Regions from separate parts of the Pan troglodytes genome. Here regions 2, 3 and 4 are each linked to region 1. Evidence: chromatin contacts called from public HiChIP or PLAC-seq data. All regions are on one chromosome and are shown on one strand. The core of a region is the stretch at or near the end of the contact, and the rest is flanking DNA. Distances in the headings are between cores, read along the strand shown.

What was found. HiChIP or PLAC-seq counts read pairs in DNA pulled down with a chosen protein or histone mark.
Region 2: a contact with region 1 is called in an H3K4me3 HiChIP or PLAC-seq map of stem cell-derived excitatory neurons, with 4 times the contacts expected there. The contact joins the promoter of VSX1 here to the promoter of ABHD12 in region 1. A contact is called at or near these places in 2 of 7 Hi-C or Micro-C datasets (blood and induced pluripotent stem cells) and 1 of 1 datasets of contacts at active chromatin or transcription factors (stem cell-derived excitatory neurons).
Region 3: a contact with region 1 is called in an H3K4me3 HiChIP or PLAC-seq map of stem cell-derived excitatory neurons, with 2.8 times the contacts expected there. The contact joins the promoter of ZNF337 here to the promoter of ABHD12 in region 1. A contact is called at or near these places in 1 of 7 Hi-C or Micro-C datasets (stem cell-derived neural progenitor cells) and 1 of 1 datasets of contacts at active chromatin or transcription factors (stem cell-derived excitatory neurons).
Region 4: an H3K4me3 HiChIP or PLAC-seq map of stem cell-derived excitatory neurons shows a contact between it and region 1, with 4 times the contacts expected there. The contact joins the promoter of ACSS1 here to the promoter of ABHD12 in region 1. A contact is called at or near these places in 2 of 7 Hi-C or Micro-C datasets (blood and stem cell-derived neural progenitor cells) and 1 of 1 datasets of contacts at active chromatin or transcription factors (stem cell-derived excitatory neurons).

What each region holds. Positions count from the first base shown.
Region 1 is chr21:31,920,909-31,927,896 of NHGRI_mPanTro3-v2.0_pri, reverse strand. ABHD12 (abhydrolase domain containing 12, lysophospholipase) reads left to right here and starts at 2,530. Exons shown (of 13, transcript XM_016937585.3): 1 at 2,530-2,909. The coding sequence starts at 2,719.
Region 2 is chr21:31,609,129-31,615,748 of NHGRI_mPanTro3-v2.0_pri, reverse strand. It overlaps VSX1 (visual system homeobox 1), which reads left to right and starts at 3,743. Exons shown (of 5, transcript XM_003953696.2): 1 at 3,743-4,282; 2 at 6,440-6,518. The coding sequence starts at 3,859.
Region 3 is chr21:32,240,059-32,246,975 of NHGRI_mPanTro3-v2.0_pri, reverse strand. It overlaps ZNF337 (zinc finger protein 337), which reads left to right and starts at 4,805. Exons shown (of 5, transcript XM_003316857.6): 1 at 4,805-4,942. LOC134809147 (a long non-coding RNA gene) reads right to left here and starts at 4,800. Exons shown (of 3, transcript XR_010154122.1): 1 at 4,606-4,800.
Region 4 is chr21:31,583,855-31,590,786 of NHGRI_mPanTro3-v2.0_pri, reverse strand. ACSS1 (acyl-CoA synthetase short chain family member 1) reads left to right here and starts at 3,008. Exons shown (of 14, transcript XM_001149851.7): 1 at 3,008-3,523. The coding sequence starts at 3,193.

The DNA of each region.
Region 1 (6,988 bases), core at 1,281-3,780:
TTTGGTTTGTTTGTTTGGTTTTTTTGAGTCGGAGTCTCACTCTGTCGCCCAGGATGGAGTGCAGTGGCGCGATCTCCGCTCACTGCAAGCTCCGCCTCCCGGGTTCACGCCATTCTCCTGCTTCAGCCTCCCAAGTAGCTGGGACTACAGGCGCCCGCCACCATGCCCGGCTAATTTTTTATATTGTTATCAGAGAGACGGGGTGTGAAACCGTGTTAGCCAGGATGGTCATGATCTGACCTTGTGATCCGCCCGCCTCGGCCTCCCAATGTGCTGGGATTACAGGCATGAGCCACCGCGCCTGGCTGTTTTTTTTTTAATTGAAGTGAGCGATAGAGTCAAAACCTCTTTTGTGTTTTTTTTTTTAAGTTTTAGTTATTTCCTAGATTTCCAATCTCTCCAGGATGTGTTACTACATCACTATAAAGAATTTATAATTTACATTCCATAGTATGTTTGTTTGTTTATTTTGAGATGGAGTCCAGCTCTGTCACCCAGGCTAGAGTGCAGTGGTGCAATCTCGGCTCACTGCAGCCTCCGAATCCCAGCATCCCGGGTTCAAGCAATTCTCCTGCCTCAGCCTCCCAAGTAGATGGGATTACAGGCGTGTGCCACCACACCCAGCTAATTTTTTTGTTTGTTTGTTTTTGAGAGGAGTTTCCCTCTGTCGCCAGGCTGGAGTGCAGTGGCACAATTTCGGCTCACCACAACCTCCGACTCCTTGGTTCAGTAGCTGGGAATACAGGCACGCGCCACCATGCCCAGCTAATGTTTTTTTTTTTTGAGACAGAAGTTTGCTTTTGTCCCCAAGACTGGGGTGCAATGGTGTGATCTCAGCTCACTGCAACCTCCGCCTCCCAAGTTCAAGCGATTCTCCTGCCTCAGCCTCCCAAGTAGCTGGGATTATAGGGTTGTGCCACCATATCCGGCTAATTTTTGTGTTTTTAGTAGAGACGGGGTTTCACTACATTGGCCAGGATAGCCTCAATCTCCTGACCTCGTGATCCGCCCGCCTCGGCCTCCCAAAGTGCTGGGCTCACAGGCCTGAGACACCTCGCCCAGCCTTTTTTTTTTTTTTTTTTAAACACAGTCTTGCTCTGTCACCCAGGCTTGTGCCACCACACCCGGCTAATTTTTGTATTTTTAGTAGAGACGGAGTTTCACCATGCTGGCCAGGCTGGTCTGGCCTCCATCTCCTGTGCTTAAGTGATCCACCCACCTCCGCCTCCCAAAGTGCTGAGATTACAGGCATGAGCCACTGAGCTCGGCCCATAATGTTTTTAAAAAGTATATCTGGAGATATTGACACAATTATGAATGCAGGCTGTAACACTTAGTAATACAGTCAATAAATTATTTTGCAATTTCAAAGTATCATTACAAAACTAATTTAAAAAGCAGCCGGGCGCGGTGGCTCATGCCTGTAATCCCAGCACTTTGGGAGGCCGAGGCGGGCGGATCACGGGATCAGGAGATCGAGACCATCCTGGCTACACAGTGAAACCCTGTCTCTACTAAAAATACAAAAAAATTAGCCGGGCATGGTAGCCGGCGCCTGTAGTCCCAGCTACTTGGGAGGCTGAGGCAGGAGACTGGCGTGAACCTGGGAGGCGGAGTTTGCAGTGAGCCGAGATCGCGCCACTGCACTCCAGCCTGGGCGACAGCGAGACTCCGTCTCAAAAAAAAAAAAAAAAAAAACACTAATATCAAAAGCTGTTGAATTTCTAAACGCATTTCCAATTGACCTTTATCAATTGCCAATAGTTTTCAAAGTGACAAATACTGAAATTTCTAACGTTACTTTGGAATAAGCAAATATCTCTCTTGGTTATAGATCATCTGTAAAACTAAGGCCATATTGAAGAAAGCCAAAGTTATAAAACTAAATTTGTGAAACAGCCCTTTATTCTTTCCTTTTCTCTTTCTAGGATGGGTTGAATTAGTACTAAATTTGGGTTTCATAAGGGCGAATTTATCTTTGAAATGGATTTTCCTCCCATCAGGTAGTCTTAATTGCTTTATAAAAATCTAAAATCTAACACAGGTTTTTAAAAAGTAAATTTTTCAAGCAGTTCATTTCCAGATGTTCGGCCCAAAAGTAAACAGTATATACATTTACTTCAAATTAAAAACTGACGACCGGAAAGCATACTTTTAAAGGTAATGTCCTTTAAAAGAATTAAGAATCACGAGAACGGAACTGCTATTTGCTACCTCTGGGTTTCCGTTCACAGAAGCGCGAGGGGCCCAGCGCTGCGGCTCTGCCTCGCTGGGCCACCCCTTTCGGGCACGACCGGGAGCGGGTGCTCCTCACACCGAGCGCCCGGGCGAGCACAGCTGCAGCCTGGGGATGGAGCCCAGAGCCCTGCCCTGCAGATGACGCGCCGCTGCAGCTTCGCCCACCCTCCCACAAAATGGCTGCGGGTGGCGCCAGGGATGCTGGGCGCGCGCTCCTTGGAACTAGAGAGGAGGTGGCCGGGGCGGGGCCGGGGGAGGGGGGTAGGGCAGAGCCGGCGGGAGCCCGGCGCTGATTGGCTGGCCTGGCTGGCGGGCCCCCGCCGCTGGTTCGTAGCCGGCGCAGCGGCCTGGGCTGGGATGTGAGGAGCGGCGGGTTCCGGGCTCCGGTCTCCGGGTGGCGGCGGCTGTGAGCGGCGGCACTGCGGCGCAGGCGGCGGAGGCCAGCGGGCGCCGTCGGCGGCTGGCCCTGTCGGCCGCGGGATGAGGAAGCGGACCGAGCCCGTCGCCTTGGAGCATGAGCGCTGCGCCGCCGCGGGCTCGTCCTCCTCCGGCTCGGCCGCCGCGGCGCTGGACGCCGACTGCCGCCTGAAGCAGAACCTACGCCTGACGGGCCCGGCGGCGGCTGAGCCGCGCTGCGCAGCCGACGCGGGAATGAAGCGGGCGCTGGGCAGGTGAGGCTTCGCGCGGAGCGGGGGCGGGGGGGGCGGTTCCTCACTTTGCGCAGGTGCGTCCCGCAGGGGGCCGCTGTACCTCCCAGCCCCTCCCAGAGTGGCCGTCCGCCCGATCCGCGGCCGCCCCCGTCCGCGCCTGTGTCCCGCATTTGGCCCGCGGCAGCCCCACCCCCGCTCCCTTCCCCAGGCACCGCGGCGGGAGCGCCCTGCCCTGCAGCTGACCCCCTGTGTCCTAATCCGGCCCTATCGCCAGGCACTCCCGGCCTAGCCTTGCACCCCGACCCTTTCCCGGGGAAGCCGGGGGGACCCTTACGCTGGGGGCTTGGCGCCGCCCGAAGTCATGACCCCGCGTGGGAGAGCAGGGTTAGGGGGTGGGGAGTCCTTGGAAGATCCCTGGACGCCAAGCACAGCAGAGGCGGGAGGCAGAGGGGCCGGCGCCAGACCCTGAGAGCGCTGGGGCCCACTCGGACCTCCTCCTCCTGCTCTGCATCAGGCCCCACACCGAGCGCCCGGGCGGGCGCCCCTCGGGCTGGGCTGCGTGCGCGGAGCCTTACTGGCGCCTTGGGCCCTCGGCGGCTCTCCCCGGTAACTAGGGTCGGGGGCGTGCGTCGCTCAGAACTCGGGGACCTTTGGGGAAGGGCTCAGTGGGCCGCGGGGTGCTAGGGGGAGGAGGGACTCGGAGCATCGCAGCCGTCGGAGGGAAACCTGTCCTTCGCTCTGCTGGTGATGGTTCGTGGTACTTGAAATCTGTCCGCACAAGTTCGCCTCCTTGGGAATCATCTCGCAGTCCTGAGTCGTTTGGTTATTGGCGTTCAATAACCTTTGGGTTATTGGGTAGAAGATGAATGCGTTTATATAAAGCCACTTTCAAAACTGAGATGGGAACGTGTTTCATAGGGACAGATTTCTCCTCCCATCTGCTGGTTTCCTAGTTATCTGGCTGTTGTAGAACGTAGCATTCCTAAAAGCTTTTGAAGCCTTGCTACTTCGTGGTGGTTTGAAGAAGTTACTATATGATGATCTCAGGCGTTGTAGCAGAGGCACTTCTTTTTTGACCATCTGGAATGCCCTTAGTTGACGCTGGCCACTTGAGTGTAAAATATGCATATCGCTCCTAAGGAAAAGTAGAATTTCAACTTCATTGCTTAAAAAAATCATGAAATTAAACTATAGACACTTCTAAGTCGATGGTTTGATAGAAGGGCGGAGACTGATAGTTTTGTGTCTTTGTGTGTAAAATTATGTAGCATCTGATCAATATCTTTTGTGAAACTAATCTGTTCTCTTTGCTATGGAAAGATTTATCTGCATTAAAAACTCATGATTTAACTTTAATACAATTTTATTAACAGACATGGCATAACGCTTAGATAAATTGGAAAATTCTTTCTTCGAAAAAATCAAATTGCCGGGCGCGGTGGCTCACGCCTGTAATGCCAGCACTCTGGGAGACCGAGGCGGGCAGATTATCTGAGGTCAGGAGTTCGAGACCAGCCTGACCAACATGGAGAAACCCCGTCTCTACTAAAAATACAAAATTAGCCGGGCGTGGTGGCGCATATGCCTGTAATCCCAGCTACTCGGGAGGCTGAGGCGGGAGAATCGCTTGAATCCGGGAGGCGGAGGTTGCGGTGAGCCAAGATCTCGCCGAACCGAGATCGCACCAGTGCACTCCAGCCTGGACAACAAGAACGAAACTCCGTCTCAAAAAAAAAAAAAGAAAAAGAAAATCAAATTGTTTTACACAACGTTTGGGGAAACAGCGGCGACCTGGCACCTTCTTGAAGAATGTACTGTATTAAAATTACCCGATTAATTTTTATTTTCGTGTCAGGACAAAGAGAGACATTCCAGTGGTGTCCATATCCTTTGGATAAGCAAAAGGCTGTTAGGGGTAAAAAGCAAAACAAAGGGAAAGAAGACCAAATTTGTTAGGTTGTCTTCCTTCCCAGCTGGCTGTCTCAGACATCCTTGAGCTTTCTCCTCTTCCTCGCTCAGGCTCTGCGCCACCGTCACCTCCTCACTGAGGCCTTCTCAGACCAGCCCACCCCTGTCGACCTTGTTATCACTCGAGATTGTAATTTTTGCTCGTGTGCCTCCCCCGCAACCAGAATGGAAGCGCCATGAGAACAGGAGCTTTGTTTTCTCCACTTAAGTTTCTCCAGTACCTGGCACGTAGTAGGTGGCAGAAAATACTTGTTGAATGAACAAATATCCATAGAACAGATATCCATTGCGCCACAGAGCCGGCTCGTTTGTGTCTTTTATGATCCTTCTTTGGATTCTTCCGCACATTTTTTAAACTCTTTATTGTCGACATACTTGGAAGTTGAGAAGACAATCTAATGAGCCTTCATGTGTCCATCATTTAAAAGTTTTCAGTGTTTAGCCAATTTTGAATCATCCATCCCTCTTCTCCTTTTTTTTGTAGGATGAAGGATTGGATTTTTTTTTTTTTTTTTTTTTTTTTTTTTTTTTGAGAAGGAGTCTCGCTTTGTCGCTCAGGCTGGAGTGCAGTGGCAATCTCGGCTCACTGCAACCTCCACCTCCCAGGTTCAAGCAATTCTCCTGCCCCAGCCTCCTGAGTAGCTGGGATTACAGGCGCCCGCCACCGTGCCTGGCTAATTTTTGTAGTTTTAGTAGAGACGGGGTTTCACCATGTTGGCCAGGCTGGTCTCGAACTCGTGACCTGGTGATCCACCCACCTTGGCCTCCCAAATTGCTGGGATTACAGGCGTGAGCCACAGCGCCCGGCCTGGAATATTTTTAAACAATTTTTTTTTTAAGACAGTTTCAGTGGCATGATCATGGCCCACTGCAGCCCAGACCTCCTGGGCTCAGGCGATCCTCCCATATCGATGCTGGGTGTATGCCACCACTCCTGGTTAATTTTTTTTTTTTTTTTTAAATAGAGATGAAGTCTCACTATGTTGCCCCCAGGCTGGTCTTGAATTTCTGGCTTCAAGCGATCCTTCTTCCTGGCCTCCCAAAGCGTTAGGTGTGAAATACCGTGCCAGGCCTAAATTCTCCTGCCTCAGCCTCCCGAGAAGGTGGGATTACAGGCATGTGCCACCACGCATGGCTAATTTTTGTATTTTTTGTAGAGATGGGGTTTCACCATGTTGGCCAGACTGGTCTCCAACTCGTGACTTCAAGTGATCTCCCTGTCACGGCCTCCCAAAGTGTTGGGATTACAGGTGTGAGCCACCATGTCTGACCTCTTTTTCTTTTCTGATTGCATTGTATTTCTAGAACAAAGTTAAATAATAGGGATGACACTGAGTAACTTGTTTCATTCCTGACTTTAATGAGAATGCTGTTAGTGTTTTTGCCATTTAAGTGCCATGCTGGGGTGTGTTGCTAATGTTGTGGGGAGCTTTTTGTTTTTGTTCCTGCTCCCTCGCTGATGTTTTTAAAATAAAAAATGGTGATTGAGTTTTCTCAAATGCCAGTGTACATCTGTGGAATGATCATAGAGATTTTCTTCTTTTGTCTGTTAACATAATGAGTTATAGTAATGGATTTATATTATTGAATCATCATTGTATTCCTGGGATAAACTCTCTTATTGTATAGCCAGATTCTATTTATTAATTTATTTTTTATTTTTATTTTTTGAGGTGGGGTTTCACTCTGTTGCCCAGGCTGGAGTGCAGTGGCACGATCTCGGGTCACTGCAACTTCTGCCTCCCAGGTTCAAGCAATTCTCTGGCCTCAGCCTCCCGGGTAGCTGGGATTACAGGCACCTGCCCCCATGCTTGGCTAATTTTTGTATTTTTAATGGAGACGGGATTTTGCCATGTTGACCTGGCTGGACTCGACCTACTGACCTCAGATAATCTACCTGCCTCAGCCTCCCAAAGTGCTGGGATTATAAGGCGTGAGCCACCGCACCTGGCCTATTTATTAATATTTTATTTTGAAATTTTACATCATGAGGCCGGGCTCGGTGGCTCACGCCTGTAATCCCAGCACTTTGGGAGGCCGAGGCAGGCTGATCACGAGGTCAGGAGATCGAGACCATCCTGGCTAACGGGTGAAACCCCGTCTCTACTAAAAAATACAAAAAAAATTAGCCG
Region 2 (6,620 bases), core at 2,494-4,993, 310 kb after region 1:
CAGCTGGAAGAAGGTGCGACAGTTCTGGAAAGGGGGTCTGGGTAGGCACAACAGCATTTAGATAGGAGGCAATATGGAATGCAATCATCAGCAAGTAACTAAAGCTCCTCCTGCTTGGATCTCTGGGAGGCGGAGTAGAAGGCACCTCTAAGAGTCACTCTGTGCAGGGGTGTGTTTGTGTGTGTGTGTGTGGGGGGTGCTTACATCGCAATTCCCGTCAGTGTTTGGTGTCGCATTTCTCCACGTGTTAATTATTGGCACCTTTAGCTAGTGGGCAGAGTGAACTCTGAAGGTCGAGAAAAGTCCCCAGGTAAAGATGTGGCGGGCACTGGAGGCTGGGCGGCGTGCAGTTGGAGGGGTCAGGCTGGAGGTGGGTGGGGCCAAACAGCCTCTGCTACAACTTTTTTTTTTTTTTTTTTTGGAGACGGAGTTTCACTCTTGTTGCCCAGGCTGGAGTGCAATGGCTCTATCTCAGCTCACCGCAACCTCCGCCTTCTAGGTTCAAACGATTCTTCTGTCTCAGCCTCCCTAGTAGCTGGGGTTACAGGCATGCACCACCATGCCTGGCTAATTTTGTATTTTTAGTAGAGACAGGGTTTCTCCATTTTGGTCAGGCTGGTCTTGAACTCCTGACCTTGTGATCCGCCCGCCTCGCCCTCCCAAAGTGCTGAGATTACAGGCGTGAGCCACTGTGCCCGGACTTTTAACTGAAGACACAAAAGCATCCGAGATGGAGCAGCCAGAGGTGGGAGGAAAATCAGAAGAACGGAGCCGTGGGGGTCATTTCTGCAGACTCACAGGGCGATCCGTTTCACCTTCTCGGGGCATCCCACCCCATTGTGTCTGAGCACTTTATCCCGCCAGCCTGGCCAGCCGCGGCTCTGAGAAGCCCAAGAGGGGTGCCTGCTGAACCACTCACAGCAGGTCCAACCTCAGCCTGGCGCTGCCAAGGCACATTCGCGGTCGGCGACAGAGGGGCTGGAAATCTTCCTTAGAAAATAATGAGCTGAGAAACCTTTATTCATTAGTTAAATCCCGGGTAATCCTGGCTGATGAAGACAGATTCGGAACCCTCAACGGATTTAGGGACCCAAAACGACTCCTGGGGGCCGCCCGGGGCGGGAACGTTCGCGGGAGCTGCGCCTCTGGCAATAGATTTGCAGGTGGTATCCGGGAGGGGGAAGCTGGAAGGAGCCCATTCTTTTGGCCGCCAGGACGCGGAGGCGTCCCCTAAACGCGGCCCGTAGGTTTGGCAACTGCGAGGGCACCCCGGGGACACGAGGATTGTGGGTGGATCGTGGGCTAGCTTTTTATCTCTTGCAGACGTCTCCTAAACGGCAAGAAGCGCTTCCCTGGTCTTGGCTGACGCTGAGTGAAGCGCCCGTATAACTTGACGCTGGGCTCTGAGTGGATCCCCACCACGTAGGGCGCGCAAGTGGATACCAGAGCCCCGGCAACAGCGGGGACACAGATGAGCGCAGCGTCGGGTGGGGGGCGTTTCTCACTGTAGGAGGCTATGAAAATGTCCTCCCGCGCTGGGCTCCTGCCACCGCCACGCTGCGAAACACAAGGTGACCCAGGACACAACTCGCCCACCGCTGGGGTCCTGCAGGCCCCTCCCTGGCATTGGGGTCCCGGGATGCATTAGGAACGCCCCAGTCCAGGAATTGCAAGACCCCTTAGAAGTTCGTTCCTTCTGCATCTCTGAGTCCCCTTAGAGCTCCAACACGGGTTCCTTGATTGAGTCTCCTGCTCTGTGTCGCCCTCGCCACGTCTCTGTGTCCGATGTGACTGGGTTAATAAGTCCCAGTTGCTCTCACCTGCAAAATGAGTTTAAGACGATCCTTCCCGAGGCGCCGCAGTCACCATAGAGAGTGTCTGAGGCTGGGCTCCTACCGTCTGGCCTTTTGGTGTCTTTGGATCACTGGCTATCTACTCGGGGTCTGTCACTCCCGTGATCGCCTACCTTCCAGGGAGACCTAGGGGAGGGAGACCCCAAGACCTGTCCCAGGTGAGGCCACTTGGTCGGCACCCGGGGCTGCAGGCGCGGCGCCCGCGTCAGCCCGCGCCCCTTAGGCTTTCCATTCGCGGGCGACCCCGGTCGGGCCACCTTAGAATCGACTACCCTGCCTGCCTGACCGGTCTCGGGCTACAAACTGTGTGGAAGCGTAGGTATCTCACTTAACTGCTACCCCAAATTCGGATTTACAAACGACTACGCAGTCCCGAATGCCCAACGCCTTCCCTAAACCCAGAGATAAATCTGGGGGAAAATTCCTCGCGGAGCGGAAAACAACGCCAGCGTCTAAAGCGTTCTCCCCCGAGCTGGAGTGGTTCAAAAGACAATGATCTCAAAGGAAAGTGATTGTTTTGGTAATCCCGGGAACAGCTTGCAAGGGGAGATTTGGGTCTTCCTTTAGTAACGGAAAGTCAATGCGCAGCCTCCTGTAATTATCCTTATCGGAAGCCCCTTGTTTAATCTGCATGTTTAGCGGAGGCCCCACTCGAACGCGCAGCGAGTGGGAGACCCACTTTGCAGGGCCCAGGCTCGGGCTCCGGTCCCTGCGTGCGCGCAGGCAGCCGCGCCGGGTTCCCGCGGAGCTCAGGCGTTTGCTCCTCCCTCGCTGCGGGACCTCGGACTGTAGGACCCTCAGGGAGTGGGACTGAGGAGATCTGCTTCCGGGGTTCTGGGATTGGGAAGAGGGGGACGCAGGGCTCCGAGCGATGAGGGCTGGTTGGGTTCAAAGCGCGAACCAGGAGTTACTTACCCACGTGCTTGGGGCCAACTTTAGCGAATATCAGAGTTTCACTGATTATTCAAAGAATCAGGCTTTCTTTGAATAATCGTGAAATTGGACAATAAATTGTAAGCCCCGATGAAAAGGTGTGCTTTCCAGTAGACAGACTCTATTTTATTTCAATTTACCTCCCTCCACTCCTCCCCAATTTAGGGTTGCTGGATAAAATACTGATACATACTCCTACAAAAAAAAAAAAAAAAAGCCCTCCTTTTTTATCTGAAATCACATTTCACTGAGCCTACAGTGTTTTGTTGGTTAAACCTGGTACCCTGCCCGTCTCAGCCCCGGGCAGTCCACTCCTCTCTCTGCTTCTCTCCCTTTCCCCAGCTCTTGTGAGTCTGCCACCCCCTACAGTTCAGCCCGTGGAGTGTTGGGGATGGACCTGGGGGTGGATTTGGATGGAGGTAGAATGACCATGGATTAAAGGGATGGAGGTAGAATGACCATGGATTAAATACACGGTTTTCATTCCTTTCCCCTTGGGGATTTTCAGAGAAGGCCTTCTTACAGGAAGGCCTTCGTGGCACTGGCGGCGGAGGTGGAGGGCTGGCTGGGGACATATAGGGGGTAGCCATCGGGGTGTGGTTGGGAATGGGGTCCTAGGTCTTAATAGGCAGTTGGGTCGCATCAAAGAAGCTTCAGGGCAGCTGGGAGTGGGGCCTCCACCCAGAGAGTCTGGAAGGAAGGAGAAGACCACGCCAGGATGTAGAACTTGCGACTTTTAGAGGGACAGGCAGACAGCGGAGTCATTGTCCCTTACCTTCTTTCCTCCCCTCCCTCCTAGAATGGGGGTGGGGTGGGGTGGGCTGGACAGAAGAGAGGAGGAGAAGGAGGTGACTGAGGGGACTGCAGCTGGGTGGGCGGTAACCGAGGGGAGGGGAACTGGTGGCGTCCCCATCTCGCGGGGTCCGGAACGGCGACGCGCCCGCGCCCAGCTGATTGGAGCCCTTCAGGCCTCCCGCGCCCGACCGGCAGCCCAATCCTATAAAGCTTCCTCTAAGCTGGGCCCTCCGCAAACGGGATCCAGAGAGGCTCGCGCCTTGCTTGCTAAGGAACCATGACCGGCCGGGACTCGCTTTCCGACGGGCGCACTAGCAGCAGGGCCCTGGTGCCTGGCGGTTCCCCTAGGGGCTCGCGCCCCCGGGGCTTCGCCATCACGGACCTGCTGGGCTTGGAGGCCGAGCTGCCGGCGCCCGCTGGCCCAGGACAGGGATCTGGCTGCGAGGGTCCGGCAGTCGCGCCGTGCCCGGGCCCGGGGCTTGACGGCTCCAGCCTGGCGCGTGGGGCCCTACCGCTGGGACTCGGCCTCCTCTGTGGCTTCGGCACGCAGCCGCCGGCGGCCGCTCGAGCGCCCTGCCTGCTCCTAGCGGACGTGCCGTTCCTGCCGCCCAGGGGCCCCGAGCCCGCTGCCCCGCTGGCTCCCAGCCGTCCGCCGCCTGCGCTCGGCCGCCAGAAGTGCAGCGAGAGCGTCTCCACGTCCGGTAATCAGGCCCGCGCTTTCCGCTCCTGCCCCTGTCCCCTAGGCTCTGAGCCGCGCAGGGGTCACAGACCATCGCCCCACCGCACCCCTGGCCCCAGCGGCCCAGATCTAGGCGGGGAGCCCAGAGCGAGGCCCCGTCGCGGGAGGGGCATTCGCGGAGCTGCGCCGCCTGCCCCTTGCTGCATCCCAAATCCCTGCCTCTCATCCGGGGTCCTGTTCCCTCAGCGATGTGAGACCGCCACCACCTGGTTCCGGGTGGAACCTTTTGATGAGACCCTGGGGTCTTCAACAACCATCTCCAGAGGGCCTTTTTTCCCCCCAGCGCCAGGCGCCAGTCTCCGCCTCTGGCAGCTGCGTGGGTCGGGAAGGCCCGGGCCTGTGGTGGTCACCAGCAGCACCGAACAAGGTACCAGGTGGAAACGCGGGCGGAAATGATCGAATGATTGACGGGTCCTTGAAGAGTACGGGGCCTCGAGCCCTGGAACTGTCCGCCCCTCGGGGTGCTGAAAAGAGAGTCCCGGGTACCGCGCTCCTCTGCCGGCGCAGCGTCCTCCCAGTCCCCTGTGCAGGAGAAAGAAGCAACCTTGGGGATTCATTGTAGTTACGCCTAGAGATGTGTTCCCGGCCTACCCATTTCCCCAAAGAAATCCAGACAGGTCGCGGGGAAAGAGAAGGAAGCAATGAAATTCTATAAAGGACAAGGGCTAAGGAAACGAGTGGTTTTGGGTGTGGGAGAGAAAAGAAAGAATTACACAAGAAAGGATGGTATGTGGTAGAATCTAGAGCTGAGCATCCAGGCAGCCAAGGCAAAAAGAGTAGACTGGGTCTTCTGATACTAAAAGGAAGCATGTCAGATCAATAGGCAGGCACGTTTTTGCTCCACTCTAAAAGGACTTTATTTCATGAGCTTCTACGTAAGATAAAATGAAACTCCCTATTAGTGTCACTAAAAATGCAAAAACTGTTTTCATGGGATGGGTTCTTTCTTACAAAACCAAAGGCAGCTAAATCCAACTCTGCCAGCATTTCTGAAATTCTGGAGCAGCGCTGTCCAAGAAAAATGAAATGTGATTGCATGTTTGACGGAAATTTCTCACAGTCACATTAAAAGTGAAATGAATCTAAATACTATATTTTAACCCAACAATGATAGCAAATATTATCATTTTACACATAATCAATACAAAAATATTTTACTTTTTAGGAGCACTAAGTCTTCTAACTCCATTAAGTGATTTATGTTTACAGCATGTCTTGATCTTACTGGCCACATTTCATGTGCTTAATAACCTTATGTGTCTCATGTCTCATCAGGTTGGACAGCCCAATACAGAATGTTTTAATCCAAGCCAGGTTTCTGGTGAACTAATTGATGGACGAGTAAAACTAGTATTATTTAGTTATTTTTGCCTTTATTCATTTTAAAGATATTTTGAGGCAATTATGCCTTCTAGCAATGAATCTCACAATAGTTTGGTCTTCTAACCTTCTTTTCCATCTAGACTTTTTGATGTATTGGGTATAAAAAGGTAAAGCACAGTGGAGTGGTTCTCAAATTTTCAAGGGCAACTACACATCATCTGAGCACACTTGTCAAGAATGAGCCTCCTAGATCCCACCTCCAGAGATTCTGATTTGGTGCATCAGGGAAGGGGTGCAGTTCTGACGAGGGTTCTGATGTCACAAGCCCCAGACTTCCTTTGGGAAATGTTGGTGTAGAGGTTAAGATGATGAGGCTGGGGGCATAGGGGTGGATGTGTTTGGAAGCAGTGTGGGGATAGAAAGTGCAATCAGTGGCTGAGTAGTTTTGGCTTCAGATAATCTGGGATTTGAATTCTCAACTTCACCATTTACTACCTGTGTGATTTTGGGCAAATTACTTAACCATTCGGTGCCTCAGTTTCCTCATCTGTAAAAATAGGATGATAATAATAGCAGCCATTTTGGTGTTTTATTATTATATTAAGAATACTTGAGATAATGTATGGACAGTGTTAAGCACAGAGCCTGGGATCTAGTAGGCACTAAAAATGCTAGCTCATACTGTAAACTACTTAAGTACCCAAGAGGTTCATAACTTCAATCCTCACATTAAAATCCAGGAAATAGAGGGGATATGATCACCCTTAAAGTCCTCTTCGTCTTTCTGTGCCATCAGATGAGGACAGCCAGTCTGAAGACAGGAATGACCTAAAGGCATCCCCCACCTTGGGCAAGAGGAAGAAGCGGCGGCACAGGTATAGGGCCAGGCAGTCCCCTCTGCCTGCCTTTCCTCGGGACACAGCCCAAGGTTTATGGCATCTGCATCTGAGAATTTATGGCCCGGCATGATAGCAGGC
Region 3 (6,917 bases), core at 3,556-6,055, 320 kb before region 1:
ATTAAACTAAAGAGCTTCTGCACAGCAAAATAAACTATCATTAGAGTGAACAGGCAACCTACAGAATGGGAGAAAATTTTTGCAATCTATCCATATGACAAAGGGCTAATATCCAGAATCTACAAAGAAGGTAAACAAATTTACAAAAAATAAAAATAAAAAAATTGGGTGAAGGATATGAACAGCAACTTCTCAAAAGAAGACATTTATGCAGCCAACAGACACATGAAAAAATGCTCATCATCACTGGTTATTAGAGAAATGAAAATCAAAACCACAATGAGATACCATCTCATGCCATTTAGAATGGTGATCATTAAAAAGTCAGGAAACAACAGATACTGGAGAGGACATGGAGAAATAGGAACACTTTTACACTGATGGTGGGAGTGTAAATTAGTTCAACCATTGTGGAAGACATTGTGGCAATTCCTCAAGGATCTAGAACTAGAAATACCATTTGATCCAGCAATCCCATTACTGGGTATATACCCAAAGGATTATAAATCATTCTACTATAAAGACACATGCACTTGTATGTTTACTGCAGCAATGTTCACAATAGCAAAGACTTGGAACCAAACCAAATGCCCATCAATGTTAGACTGGATAAAGAAAATGTGGCATATATATACCATGGAATACTATGCAGCAATAAAAAAGGATGAGCTCATGTCCTTTGCAGGGACATGGATGAAGCTGGAAACCATTATTCTCAGCAAACTAACACAAGGACAGAAAACCAAACACCACATGTTCTCACTCATAAGTGGGAGTTGAGCAATGAGAACACATGGACACAGGGAGAGGAACATCACACACTGGGGCCTGTCGGACCGTGGGGGTCTGGGGGAGAGACAGCATTAGGAGAAATACCTAATGTAGATGATGGGTTTATGGCTGCAGCAAACCAGCATGGCACGTGTATACTTATGTAACAAACCTGAACGTTCTGCACATGTACCCCAGAACTTAAAGTATAATTTTAAAAAAGGTAAAATTCACAAACCTTTAGCCAGACTAAGAAAAAACAGAAGACCAAAACAAATAAAATCAGAAATGAAAAAAGGAGACATTACAATTGATACCACAGAAATTTAAAGGATCATTAGAAATGATTATGAGCTACTATATGCTATTAATTTGGAAAATCTAGGAGAAACTGATACATTCCTAGATACATAAAACCTAAGATTGAACCATGAAAATATCCAAAACATGAGTAGACTAATAACAAATGAGATAGAAGCAGTATTAAAAAGTCTCCCATCAAAGAAAAGCCCAGGACCTGACGGTTTCATTGCTGAATTCTACCAAACATTTTATAAAGAACTAGTATCAATCTATGCAAACTATTTAAAAAAAAAAAAAAAGAAAGAAGGATCACTTCCAAACTCATCCTATAAGGTCAGTATTATCCTAACACCAAAACCATACAAAGATGTAACAAAAAAAGAAAACTATAAGGCAATATCTCCAATAAACAGAGACACAAAAATCCTTAACAAAATGCTTGCAAACCAAATTCAACAACACATTAAAGTGGTTACTCATCATGACCAAGTGGAATTCATCCCAGGAATGCAAGGATGGCTCAACATATGTAATTCAATAAATGTAATATATCATATCAAAAAAACAAAAGACAAAAACCATATGATCATCTCAATGGATACCAAAAAAGCATTTGTAAAATTCAACATCCCTTCATAATAAACACTCAAAAAAAAAAAAACTCGGTGTAAAAGGAATATACCTCAATATTATAAAAACCATATGTGACAAACCCACAGCTAGTATCATACTGAAAAATTGAAAGCCTTTCCTGTAAGATCTGGAAGAAGACAAAGATTCCCACATTCTGCACTTTTATTCAACATAGTACTAGGAAATCTTAGCTAGAGCAATTACTGAAGACAAAGAAATAAAAGGTATTCAAATTAGAAAGGAAGAAGTGAAGTTATCCTTGTTTGCAGATGATATGATCCTATATTTAGTTAAACCTAAAGACTTCAGCCAAAAAACTTTAGAATTGATTAAGAAATTCAGTAAAGTTTCAGGATACAAAATCAACATACAAAAATGGGTGGCATTTCTATATGCCAACAACAAACAATCTGAAAAAGAAATCAAGAAAGTAACCTGTTTATAAAAGTTACAAATAAAATAAAATAGCTAGGAATAAAATCAACCAAAGATGTGAACGATCTCTACAACAAAAACTATAAAACATTGATGAGAGAAATTGAAAAGGATACAAAAAATGGAAAGATAGTCCGTGTTTTTGGACTAGAAGAATTAATCTTATTAAAATGTCCATTCCACCTAGTCTACAGATTCAATGCAATCCCAATCAAAATATCAATGACATTCTTCACAGAAATAGATAAATTAATCCTAAAATTTATATGGGACCATGAAAGATCCAAAATAGCCAAAGCCATCCTGAACAAAAGTAATAAAGCTGGAGGAATCACATTACCTGACTTCAAATTATGCAAACTATAGTAATCCACACAGCAAAAAGCTGGCATAAAAATAGGCACACAGACCAATGGAACAGAGTGGAGAGCCCAGAAATAAACCCACACATTTATAGTTCAACTTATATCCCACAAAGGTGCAAAGAACTTACATTGGGGAAAGACAGTCATTTCAATAAATGGCACTGCAAAAACTGGATATCCATTTGCAGAAGAATGAAATCTAAAGCAATCCCCTCACCACATATAAAAATCAAATCAAAATGGATTAAAGGTAAATCTAAGACCTGAAACTATAAAACTACTAGAAAAAAACATTGGGGAAACACTCCAGGACATTGGTGTGGACAAAGATTTCTTGAGTAAGACTGCAAAAGCACAAGCACCTAAAGCAAAAGTGGACAAATGAGACCACATCACATAAAAATCTTCTGCACAGCAAAGGAAACAATCAACAAAGTGAAGTGACAATCCACAGAATGGGAGAAAAAATTTGCAAACTATCCATCTGAAAAGAAAGTAATTGCCAGAATATATATAAGGAGCTAAAACAATTCAATAGGAAAAAGACAATCTGATATTTTAAATGGAGAAAAGATCTGAATAGGCATCTCTCAAAATAAGATATATGAACAGCCAACAAGTGTATGAAAAAAATGCTCAATGCCACTAATCATCAGAGAAATGTAAATCAAAACCGCAATGAGATATAATGTCACCCCAGTCAAGATAGCTTTTATTCAAGAGACAGGCAATAGTGAATACTGGTGAGGATGTGGATACACCCTCATACACTGTTGTTAGGAATGTAAATTAGTACAACCACTATGGAGAGCAGTATGGAGGTTCCTCAAAAGAATTAATAAATATATACATGATCCCGCAATCCCACTGCTGAGTATATATCCAAAAGAAAGGAAATCAGTATTTCAAGGATATATCTGCACTCTCATGTTTACTACAGCACTATCCAAAATAGTAAAGATATAGAATCAAAGTGTCTATCAACAGATGAATGGATAAGGAAAGTGTGGTACATAAACACAATGGGATATTAGCCAGTCATTAAAAGAATGAAATTCTGTCATTTTCAATAGCATGTATGAAAATGGAGGACATTATGTTAAGTGAAATGAGGCACAGCATGACAAATACCACATGTGCTCACTCATTTGTGGGGCTAAAAACGTGAACTCATGGAGATGGAGAGTAGAATGAGATAGTTAACAGAGGCTGGGAAGGATGGTGGGTAGAGGAGATAAAGAGGGACTTGTTAATCGGTACAAAAATACAGTTAGAATGAATAAGATTCCCTTACAGTGACTATAGTTAAGAACAATTTTACTATATATTTAAAAATAAAAGAGAGAATTGGAAACTTCCTAAAACAAAGAAATGCTAAATGCTTGAGGGGATGGATACCCCAATCACCCTCATTTGACCATTAAACACTGTATGCCTGTATCAAAACATAACATGTACCCTATAAATATGTACAACTAATATTTATCCAGAATAATTAAAAATTTAAAAACCAAAAGAGAAAAAGCAAACAGCAAGTATACCTAGTAAAGGCCTGAAATATAAAGTCTATGTGGTTTGGCAAGCCACAAAAGATATCAGCATATTATACACCCTACATAATGAAAGAATTCTGGCATTGATGCATAATTAGATAAATGGGGGAACAATTAGAAATTGAAATGCAAATGTAAATTGAGTATACTGAATTATGTAGCTGAAACCTTAAATTATTTGGTAAAAGACTATATTTTTAATAAATTTAATGGGAAATTAATAAAATATTAGAAAATTTTGAAAATAAGTGTATATTCACAGTGTGTACCTGGAGAAAAATTAAACCATTGAGAGATCTAAATGTGAATGATAAAACCACAAAATCCGTAGGAAAATCAGAGATCAAAAGTACTACATAGCAAAAAAAAGAAACAAAAGAAAAAGAAAAGACATACCCATAATCAAAAGACAGTGGTTAAATTATTTACCTATATCATAGAAATGGGAAAATATGCTTAATGTATGTATAGGGCTACCTAAATAAAAGAAATCGCCGGTTCTGAAAGGATCCCTCCACGTCCAAAAGACCATAGGCTCGCCCCACCTGTCAGAGAGGAGTCCTTCCGAGAAGTCCTTCCACGGATTCCGGGTCGCGCAGTCCCGGGTGGACCGCTATGACCAATATTCTGGGGCGTGTACCTGGACGACTCCCGAGGACTCTGGGGAGTGTAGTCCACCGAGGGGATGCGATGCGCAGGGTCGCATAGCCCCCGGGCCGCGCCGAGGATGCTGGGTAGCGTAGTCCCGGCCGCGCTGAGGATTCTGGGTAGTGTAGTCCCGGGTGGCGCAGAGCGTTCCAGATCCCTGGGCGTCAGCGAGCCGTGAGGTGCGTGGTCCACCATCGGTGACCTCACCGCCTCGGTTCGCCCTCAGCCGCCCTGGTGAGCTGCGCTCCTGCGGGTCCCTCTCTGCAGCGCGCCCTTCCGGTGCAGGAAGAAGGGCCGGGAAGGCCTGGGACGTGAGGGCGCTGCTGGGGCCGTAGCGCGCGCTCCTTCAGGCCCGGCGTCTCCGCGTTCTGGGGAGGGGCGGAGACCCAGGCCGCGCCTTGAAGTGGGCGGTGGGGCTGCGGCTTGCCGAGCGCCCCGGGTCTGGGCCGCCACTCAGTCTCCGTTCCCGGTTGCGTGTAGTGGCGGCTCGGGCGGTGAACAGCCCGGATTTCACAGGGGCGCCGAGCAACCCAGGTCCTCTTGTGCCAGGGTCGCCGCTCCTCGGGTGGGGACGGGCCAGCGGCCTAGCGAGCTGCCACGGGGGTCTTTTGGCCGGAGGTGGAGGGGGATTCGGCCACAGCCAGGGTCCACTGGTGGGGTGGGGGTTACAGCCATGAGACGGATGGGCTAGGTCCGACTCGGGTTCCCTCCGACTCTGATGCTCCAGACTTTATTGTGGGAGACGGGACAGGGGAGGACTTCGCCCGCGTGTTTTGGGGAAGGGCCGCTGCTTTGGGTTGGGAGCACCCCGCCTTGGGACGATCTTCCGCGGATAGGAGTGTAGGCCGGGACCAAATGTCCTCGCACGGGCACGTCTAGACGTGTTGTGGTGGAGAGGGGGGCTCTGCGTGGGGCAGCGTCCGCGGGAGGTGAGGTGGCTGTGGGGACCCAGGTGTCCTCTTCCCTGGGGCCTTGCTAATGACGGCAAAATCCGGGTTCTGCCAAAATATATTTTAAAAGGTTTATTCCTAGTCAGTATGAGTGACTGTGGCCCAGGTTATTCAGCCTCAAGAGGTCCTGTGAAAGTGCCCGAGACGGTCGGGCTTGCAGGTTAATTTTATACAATTCAGGGAGACAGGAATTTCAGGTAAAGTCATAAATCAGGCTGAGCAGTGTGGCTCATGCCTGTAGTCCCAGCACTTTGGGAGGCCAGGAGTTCCAGAGCAGCCTGGGCAGCACAGCAAGACCCTGTCTCTACATGAAATTAGAAAAATAAAAAAATTAGCGGGGCGTGGTGTCCCATGCCTGTGGCCTCAGCTACTTGGGAGGCCCAGTCAGTTGAGTCCAGGAGGTGGAGGCTGTAACCAGCTATGTTGGCTGCACTGCACGCTAGCCTGGGCAACACAGCGAGATCCTGCCTCCAAAAAGAAAATCATAAATCAATAAGAGAAAGATATACACGGGTTCCTCCCAAAAAGCTGGTATATCTCCAAACGGGTTTACACCTCATGGGGGCACTTAGGGATTCTTTAGTGGACAGTTGGTTGAGAGACTTAAGCTACTGCCTGAAGACTGGAATCAAAAGCATGCCAGAGTTAAGGGGATTGCGTAGATCAAAGAAGCCTCTTAGTTGGCAACTCTCAGAATAGATGGTAAATGTCTGTTTTCAGTTTTTTGTGTTTTTCTTTTTGTTTTTAGAGAGTCTTGCTCTGTCGCCCAGGCTAGAGTGCAGTGGCGTGATCTCAGCTCACTGCAACCTCCACCTCCCGGGTTTGAGCAGTTCTCCTGCCTCAGCCTCCTGAGTAGCTGGGACTACAGGCGCCCGCCACCACGCCTGGCTAATTTTTGTATTTTTAGTAGAGATGGGGTTTCACCATGTTGCTGAGGCTGGTCTTGACCTCCTGACCTCAGGTGATCCACCCACCTCTACCTCCCAAAGTGCTGGGATTACAGGCGTGAGCCACCGCGCGTCAGGCTGGCTGTCTCTTCCAGACCTAGGAAAGGCTTAGAACAAAGGAGGTCTGGCTGCATTAATGGAGATTCGCTGCGGATGCAAATTTTCCCACTAAAGATAGCTTTGCGGGGCTATCCATTTCAATCTGTTGCCCCTGCGGCAGCCACTTCAAAACATGTCAAAGAAGTATATTTTGGGGTAAAATAATTTCCTTCAGCATCTGCTGTCATGTGATGCTGTACCAGAGTCAGGTTG
Region 4 (6,932 bases), core at 1,759-4,258, 340 kb after region 1:
AGGAGGCTGATGTGCTGGAGCCCCAATGAGTGAGAGCAGAGGAAGAGGGTACACTGGATCAGGGAGGGCAACGCTTCTCTAACGTGAATGTGCATGCAGCTCCCCTGGGGCTTAAGATGCAGATTCTGAGGCAGCAGGTCTGAGATGGAGCCTGGCATTCTGCATTTCTACAAAGTATCCAAGTGATGCTGCTGGCCCATGGACCACACATTGAGTAGTGAGGCTATGGCCTGTGGGCCAGGGAATGATATGGTCTTTGTTTTGAGGAGACTGGGGAGCCTTTGGATTGTTCCAAGCTCCAGAGCAAGTTCCTCTGACTCTTGTTTTAAAGGAATTGCACTGGCTGCTGGTTAGGCTGTCAGGGGCAAGGGTGAAAGCAATTTGAAGCCTACTGAATAATCCTAAAAGAGATGGGTATGGTTAGGATGGTAGCAGGAGGGGATGGTGATGGGGGAAGAGGTTAGTGCTGCAGGTGTTCTGAAGGTGAGCCACAGGATTTGCTGACAGGCTGCATGTGGAGTGTGAGGGGGAGGAATCTAGGATGACAAGGGTATGAGCCCAAACAACAGGAAAATGCCATTTCCATTCACTGACATGGAAGATCCGTGTTGTGGGGAAGAATCCCAGGACTTGGTATGTTTCAAATGTGAATGAGACATTTGAATACAGGACTGAGATGTGGAGGAAAGGTCCAGGCGGGAGGTGTCAATATGAAAGTGAGAGGCTAGAGAGCTGGCTGCTGTTTCCTAGGGGGCAGGGGAGAAAGGGGGATTTGAGGGCTGAGCTCCTGGGCACTTCAACACTTGGAAGGCAGAGAGAAGAAAGGCACCCAGTACAGGGCACTGAGAGGCAATAGTCAGTGAGTGAAAGAACCATGCATTTTTCAGCCTCAGTTGTTATATCAGTTACCACTGCTGAGTTACAAACCATCCCAAAATTTAGTGGCTTAAATTTATTCCTTCTACAATTCTGTAAGTGGACTGGGAGGTTCCTTTGCATCCCAGGTGTTATCTGGGGTGACTCATGAGGCTGCCTTGGCTGGGACAGGAACCTCCACATTGGCGTCATTCTTGTCTGGGAGTTGGTCCTGGCTGTGGATGGGACAGCTTCATCCTCTCCCTGGGTCCCTTCCTCTGGAAGGCCAGCCCCGCTTCTTCACAGCTCGCAGCTGGGTTCCATGGGAGGACAAGCTGGGGCTACGGGGTCTCTCAGGACCTCCACATGGAACTGTCACAGCATCCCTCCCACCAGGCTGTACTGGCCAAAGCAATCCAGCCAGCCAGGGCCTCCTCTGGACAGAGCAGCACACCATCACATGCAGGCGGTGCAGGCGTGGGAAGGAAGAGTTGGTGGCCGTCTTTGGGACCCCCTGCCACAGTTAGGAGCTTTCTCAGTTTACAATTTTACTACTCACTGACCTCTGCCTCTCAGTGCCCTGTACTGGGTGTCTTTAATATTCTATTCAAATGAACTTAGGCCAACGAGCTCCCCACTGGGGGCACTGGGTGTTAGTCTTGCTCTTCCCTTAGCCAGCTGCATGCTCTTTAGTAAGTCCTTTTATTTATTTGGGCTCAGTTTCCTCATTATTTCCACCTGGAGTTTGACAGTTGGTGGGAATGGACAGCACTAGATAAGTTTCAAATTAAGTAGACTAGTCGGGTGCCGTGGCACACGCTTGTAGTTCCAGATACTCAGGAGGCTGAGTCAGGAGGATCGCTTGAGCTCAGGAGTTCCAGGCTGTAGTGAGCTGTGATGGGAACCATTGCACTCCAGCCTGGGCTACAGGCCCTATCTCTAAAAAAGTATCATAAATAAATAAACAAAGGAGAAAATGCAGGTCAAGCGCTAGCACTGTGCAGGGCATGTGTTATGCTAGTAGATGTCACTGATTCTCCAGCTCTAGGTACACTCCTGTCTTCTCTGGCAGACAGCAGCATTCCCCAGCAGGGGCTGGTGGGTAGCCCACGCAGAGGCTCCTCCAATGGCAGGCTCCTCCCCTCTGCAAGCCCTACAGCTCAAGGGAAAGAAACTTTCCCATCACAAAGAACTCAATAAACCAGTTTTCCAAAATCTCTCTTCCCTGTGTTTACCCGTTTGTTATGAATTTACTTCTTGGGTGTCAAAATATTTAAGAACTCGGTGGAGACCAGTTTTATACGTTTCCTTCTGTCCTTCCTGGCTCCACAGCTGCAAAAACATCATCCCCACTACTGAGCTTACTATGGGGCCACGCAAGGGTAGACGCTTGACAGACATTGTCCAATGTATTCCTTACTGCAGCTGCCCACCCCCGCCGTCCCCGCCCCCCAGGGAGACATTACTTCCGTCTTCCCCAAAAGGAAAACGAGGCACCGAGAAGTTAAGGAACTTGCTCAAGGTCACAGAGTTTGAACTCAGGCTACAGATGCTGCAGCAACTGGAGACAGTCCTCATCGCCCCATATCACCCACCACCGACCCCCAGCAGGACGTGACCCCCGCCAGGACGGAGGCCGGCAGCTGGGGGGCTGGAGCATGGGACCCAGAACACGGACTCAGGCTTGCGCAGCCTCCTGGCTTCTAGGCTCCCCGCCAGCCCCTTTCGCGTGCCGCTGAGACGCCAGGGGTGGGGTTCACTCTCAGGGGCGCACAAAGGCATGAAAACCTTGGCTTCAGCCTCTGAGATGCGGAACTGACCGACCTATTGTCTTGGGACCCACCAGTGCGCTTGGGTGCACCAGCCCCCTTAACGTTGGTGCGGGCTCCCTCCCGCCTCCTCCCCATCCCAGAGGGTCCCCTCGCCCCAGGCCCTGAGCCTGCGTCCTGGGCCGCACGTGCCTCTGGCAGCTCGAAGAAGCTGTCGGGGCTTGCAGGAGAGCGTGCAAACTGAAACCAAAACAGGCCGACGCGAGGAACGTCCGGGTGGGACCGCAGACTCGCCGGAGCGCAGCGCCTGGGCCAGGGCCTGGGACCCTGCTCCGCCCCGCGCTCCCCCGCACCCCTTCCCCACGCTGCTCCCCTCTTCCTAAGCGGCCCCCCCTCTCCCGGGCAGCAGAAGAAGGGGTGGGACCCGGGCGGGCTCCGGGAGGGGGCCCCGGAGGAATGGATGGTGGCCGAAGGGCGGAGCAGGGGCGGGGCCCGCGGAGACTCCACGGGGCGCCCCGGGCGTGAGGCACCCACTCTGGGAGCACAGAGAGCTAGGTAGTCTGGCTAGATGGCGGCGCGCACCCTGGGCCGCGGCGTCGGGAGGCTGCTGGGCAGCCTGCGAGGGCTCTCGGGGCAGCCCGCGCGGCCGCCGTGCGGGGTGAGCGCGCCGCGCAGGGCGGCCTCGGGACCCTCGGGCAGCGCTCCCGCAGTTGCAGCAGCAGCACAGCCAGGCTCGTATCCCGCGCTGAGTGCACAGGCAGCCCGGGAGCCGGCCGCCTTCTGGGGGTCTCTGGCGCGGGACACTCTCGTGTGGGACACCCCCTACCACACCGTCTGGGACTGCGACTTCAGCTCTGGCAAGATCGGCTGGTTCCTGGGAGGCCAGTTAAATGTCTCTGGTGAGTGGGCTTCGGGAGACCCAGGACGCCCCCAACTCTTGGGTCCCGAGGGGACTCGGAGCCTCTCGCCAGCGGCAGCCGTCCCCGGGCAGCGCGGATCGCAGCCCTGCAGGGGCCCCTCCTCCGGTATTCCGTCCGCCCCGCCCGCTCTAAGCAGTGGCTCCACGTCACCCCGTCCCTCATCCCATCGGGCCCCAGATCCACGTGCCCAGCTCGGGCCGGCGCCCGCGGGGACCCGGCGGCCGCTTGGGACGCCCCGCTGCTGGCCTTGCTCGGCGCGGCGCCTTGCTCGGCGGACTCCAGAGTTGCGTTACCGGGTGCATAGCGCCGCTGAGCAAGAGCCGGCGGGGAGCCGCGGGCTACACCCGAGCGCCCCGGAGTCGGGGCTTTCCCGTTCCCATACCGGGGTGGAGGGAAAAACAAAGCGGTGGCGGTTGTCACTGCGGGCTGCGGTGCCCGGGGATCAGCCTGGGGACAAGCCCTGCCCACGTAAACAAACAGAGCTGTGGCGGGCGACCTGGGGAGGAGGAAACTCGGCGTGGCAGCTGGAACCAGTTATTTCTTCGCTGCGGGCCTGGGGCCTGGGGCCTGTGGGCGGGAAGGAAGTAACGGCGGCCTCCCCGTTCTCGTTCTCGGCCTCAGAGAACTGCACCCCAGCGACCTGGGGCCTGCTTTGGACCCGCGGGGTCTGAGGTCCCGGGAAACCGGCCCCAAACAGTTGACCGGTGGTCAGTTGTTTGGAACTTGCTGAGCAGAGGCCCTGCTGCTCTGCTAAGATTTGGGGCTGGGGGTCGTACACAGCACCCTCGCCCCCACCTAAGGCGCTGACTGGGCAGCGAGGGGGAGGCCCTGAACTGCAGGCAGGGCTGGCCACGCAGGGTGGGTGCCAAGTGCGAGGTGGGCTCCGGATGCAGGGTGGGCCTGGGTGTGGGGCCTGCGGGGAGGGGCTGGCAGACACGGTGTTGATCAGAGGGATGCAGACCAGAAGGGTGGCCATAACCAGCTTGCTGGATTTGGGAGTGTTTAAGAAAGGACCTGCGGGTCTTTATGGCAGGGTCACCAGGGCCCCATTTTCTCCAAATCCTCCCTCAGTTGTCCTTGTTGTTCTGACCCCCCAGCCCTCAGTCTCCTCATTGTGAGGATGGGGGCAGTCATGCTCAGAGGTTAGGCTGAGTGCTGCAAGGTGTGCAGCAGACCCAGCGCTTACTGGTGACCCATAAGCAGTAGCGATTTTAGATAACTTCAGAAATAGTCATACAATTATAGATAGTGTCTTGCAGTTATTTTTCAAAGAAATTGGAAGGAACTTTGGACCTCCCCCCCTCCCCGATATTGTATATTACTTTGCTGGTTTAATTAAAATGAGTCACTTACTAGATAAGTGTTTTCTTTAACATTGAGTCAGCAGCAAGTGCCCTTGAACTAGTGGGAAAAAAACCAAACCCTTTGGTTTGCAGAGTTGGGGCAATGTGTCCTTGAAGGAGACTAGAGCAGCTTGCCCAAGGACAGAGGTGGAAAGTGACCTGCTCTGGACTTGTGAGGCCAAGGTCATGGGGAACATTCACAGTTGGCCTGTGCACACTTGCAGCCCCACTCAGATAAGACAGTGGGGCGGACCTCCTGGGGCCAACAGCAAGGACCTTCTGAACCTCGCTCGGTCAGGATCAGGGTGTGGTCAGCAAGCATTCTTCTGTCTCCTTTTCCTTCACTTATTTCTTCTGATAATATGGCCTTTATGGCTACCTTAGCCAGAAATTGAGCTTCAGAAAACTAACTTGAAAAACAGCTTTTCAGCAGCTTTCTCCCCTGGGATGTGCGTGCCCTCCTGTTCATGGGTCAGCAATATCTCTTTCCTTTGCCGGTGTCTGCAAACCATAGAGGGGACAGTATGAAAAAGGGCCAGGCCAGGCCATGACTCTTCTGGGAGCATCTAGAAAGTCGTGGGATGGATGAGAACACTTTGGTCTGATCTGTCAGCTGTGTGTGATAAAGTCAGATGGCTTGTTCCAAAGGAATATCACTCTTGAAGAAAGCTTCACCTCACCCCCTCAAGAATACCAGTGGTTCTCAACGCATGGTCTTCAGACCTGCAGCATCAGCATTACCTGAGAACTTTTGAGAAACACAAATTCTGGAGCCCATCCTGGACATCTGGAATCAGAAACCCTGGAGTGGGACCTGACACCTGTGTTTATAATGAGCCCTTCAGATGCTCCAGAGGACACTCGGGCTTGAGAACCACTGGCCTGTACGCCTCAAACCAGGGCAGATGAAGGCACTTCTAAAACAGAATTGGGATTAGTGTCCTGGCCTTGGCCCTATTAAACAAACAGCAAGCAAATAATGGGCTGTGGATGGCGAAACACAGTTTCGTGGATCCAGGTGTCTTTAGAATCATGACTCGGGTTGATTTCTTGCTTTCCCTGTACTGTACTTTGCATGTTTCCTCATCTGTAAAACAAGGGCAGTATGTAACTGAATTCTGTCCTAGTTACTATTGATGTACATCAAACCACTCCTAAGTTTAGTGACACAAGATAACAACAATTTTATATTCCTCGCATAGTCTGTGGGTCAGGACTTTGGACAGGGCCTGATGGGGATGACTCATGTCAAAGGGCAAAATTAGGACAAATTTAGTTTAAAGACCTTAATTCACTTTATTCGTGATTATAGAATTGGGAAACACCCCATTCCACAAAACAGAAGGAATGTTTGATGAGCTGAACAGAGGAGGATGGTTTTATAGACAGAAGGGGCTGAAGAATGCAGACATGGAGAACAAAAAGTGGACTGGTTATTTCAAAGCTACTTTTGTTGTAAACGTGAAAGTGGAAGGAGCTCCCTTATCATGCCAGCTTGTTTGGAGATTTAGCTATCTTTCACTCTCCTTGTTTCTTAGAAGGCCGGATAAACAACTTAGTTTCCATTTGGTGACACCACACTTTAGCAAGAGTGACTCCATTTTTGTGTGATCTATTGGGCCTCATGCAGCTCAGTCCAGACCAGTGGCCTCCTATACATTTTATTTAACACTTGCTCCTGCTCCTCAGTGTCTGAGGTTGTAGTCATCTGCCTGTTTCTCACTCCCAAGTCTGGAGCCTGGTTTGGGACAACTTGCAGGCTGGCTTCAGCCAGAACTGTGGCCCAAAGCACCTCCTGGGGCTTGTCACAGCATGGTGGCTGGGCCCAGGCAATGTCCTGCAACCAGAGGTCCAAGAGACCAGCACAGATGTTATTAGGCATCTTCCGACCTGGGGAAGGGGACCTGACTGTTTGCACCTGTTTTGTTATCCATGGGAGTATCTATCACACCCATCCCAGGGCTGTTAGAATGAAATGAGGAAACGCTTGTAAGGCACTCAGCACTTTCTTAACACATTATACATCCCCAGTCACTGGCCGTTTG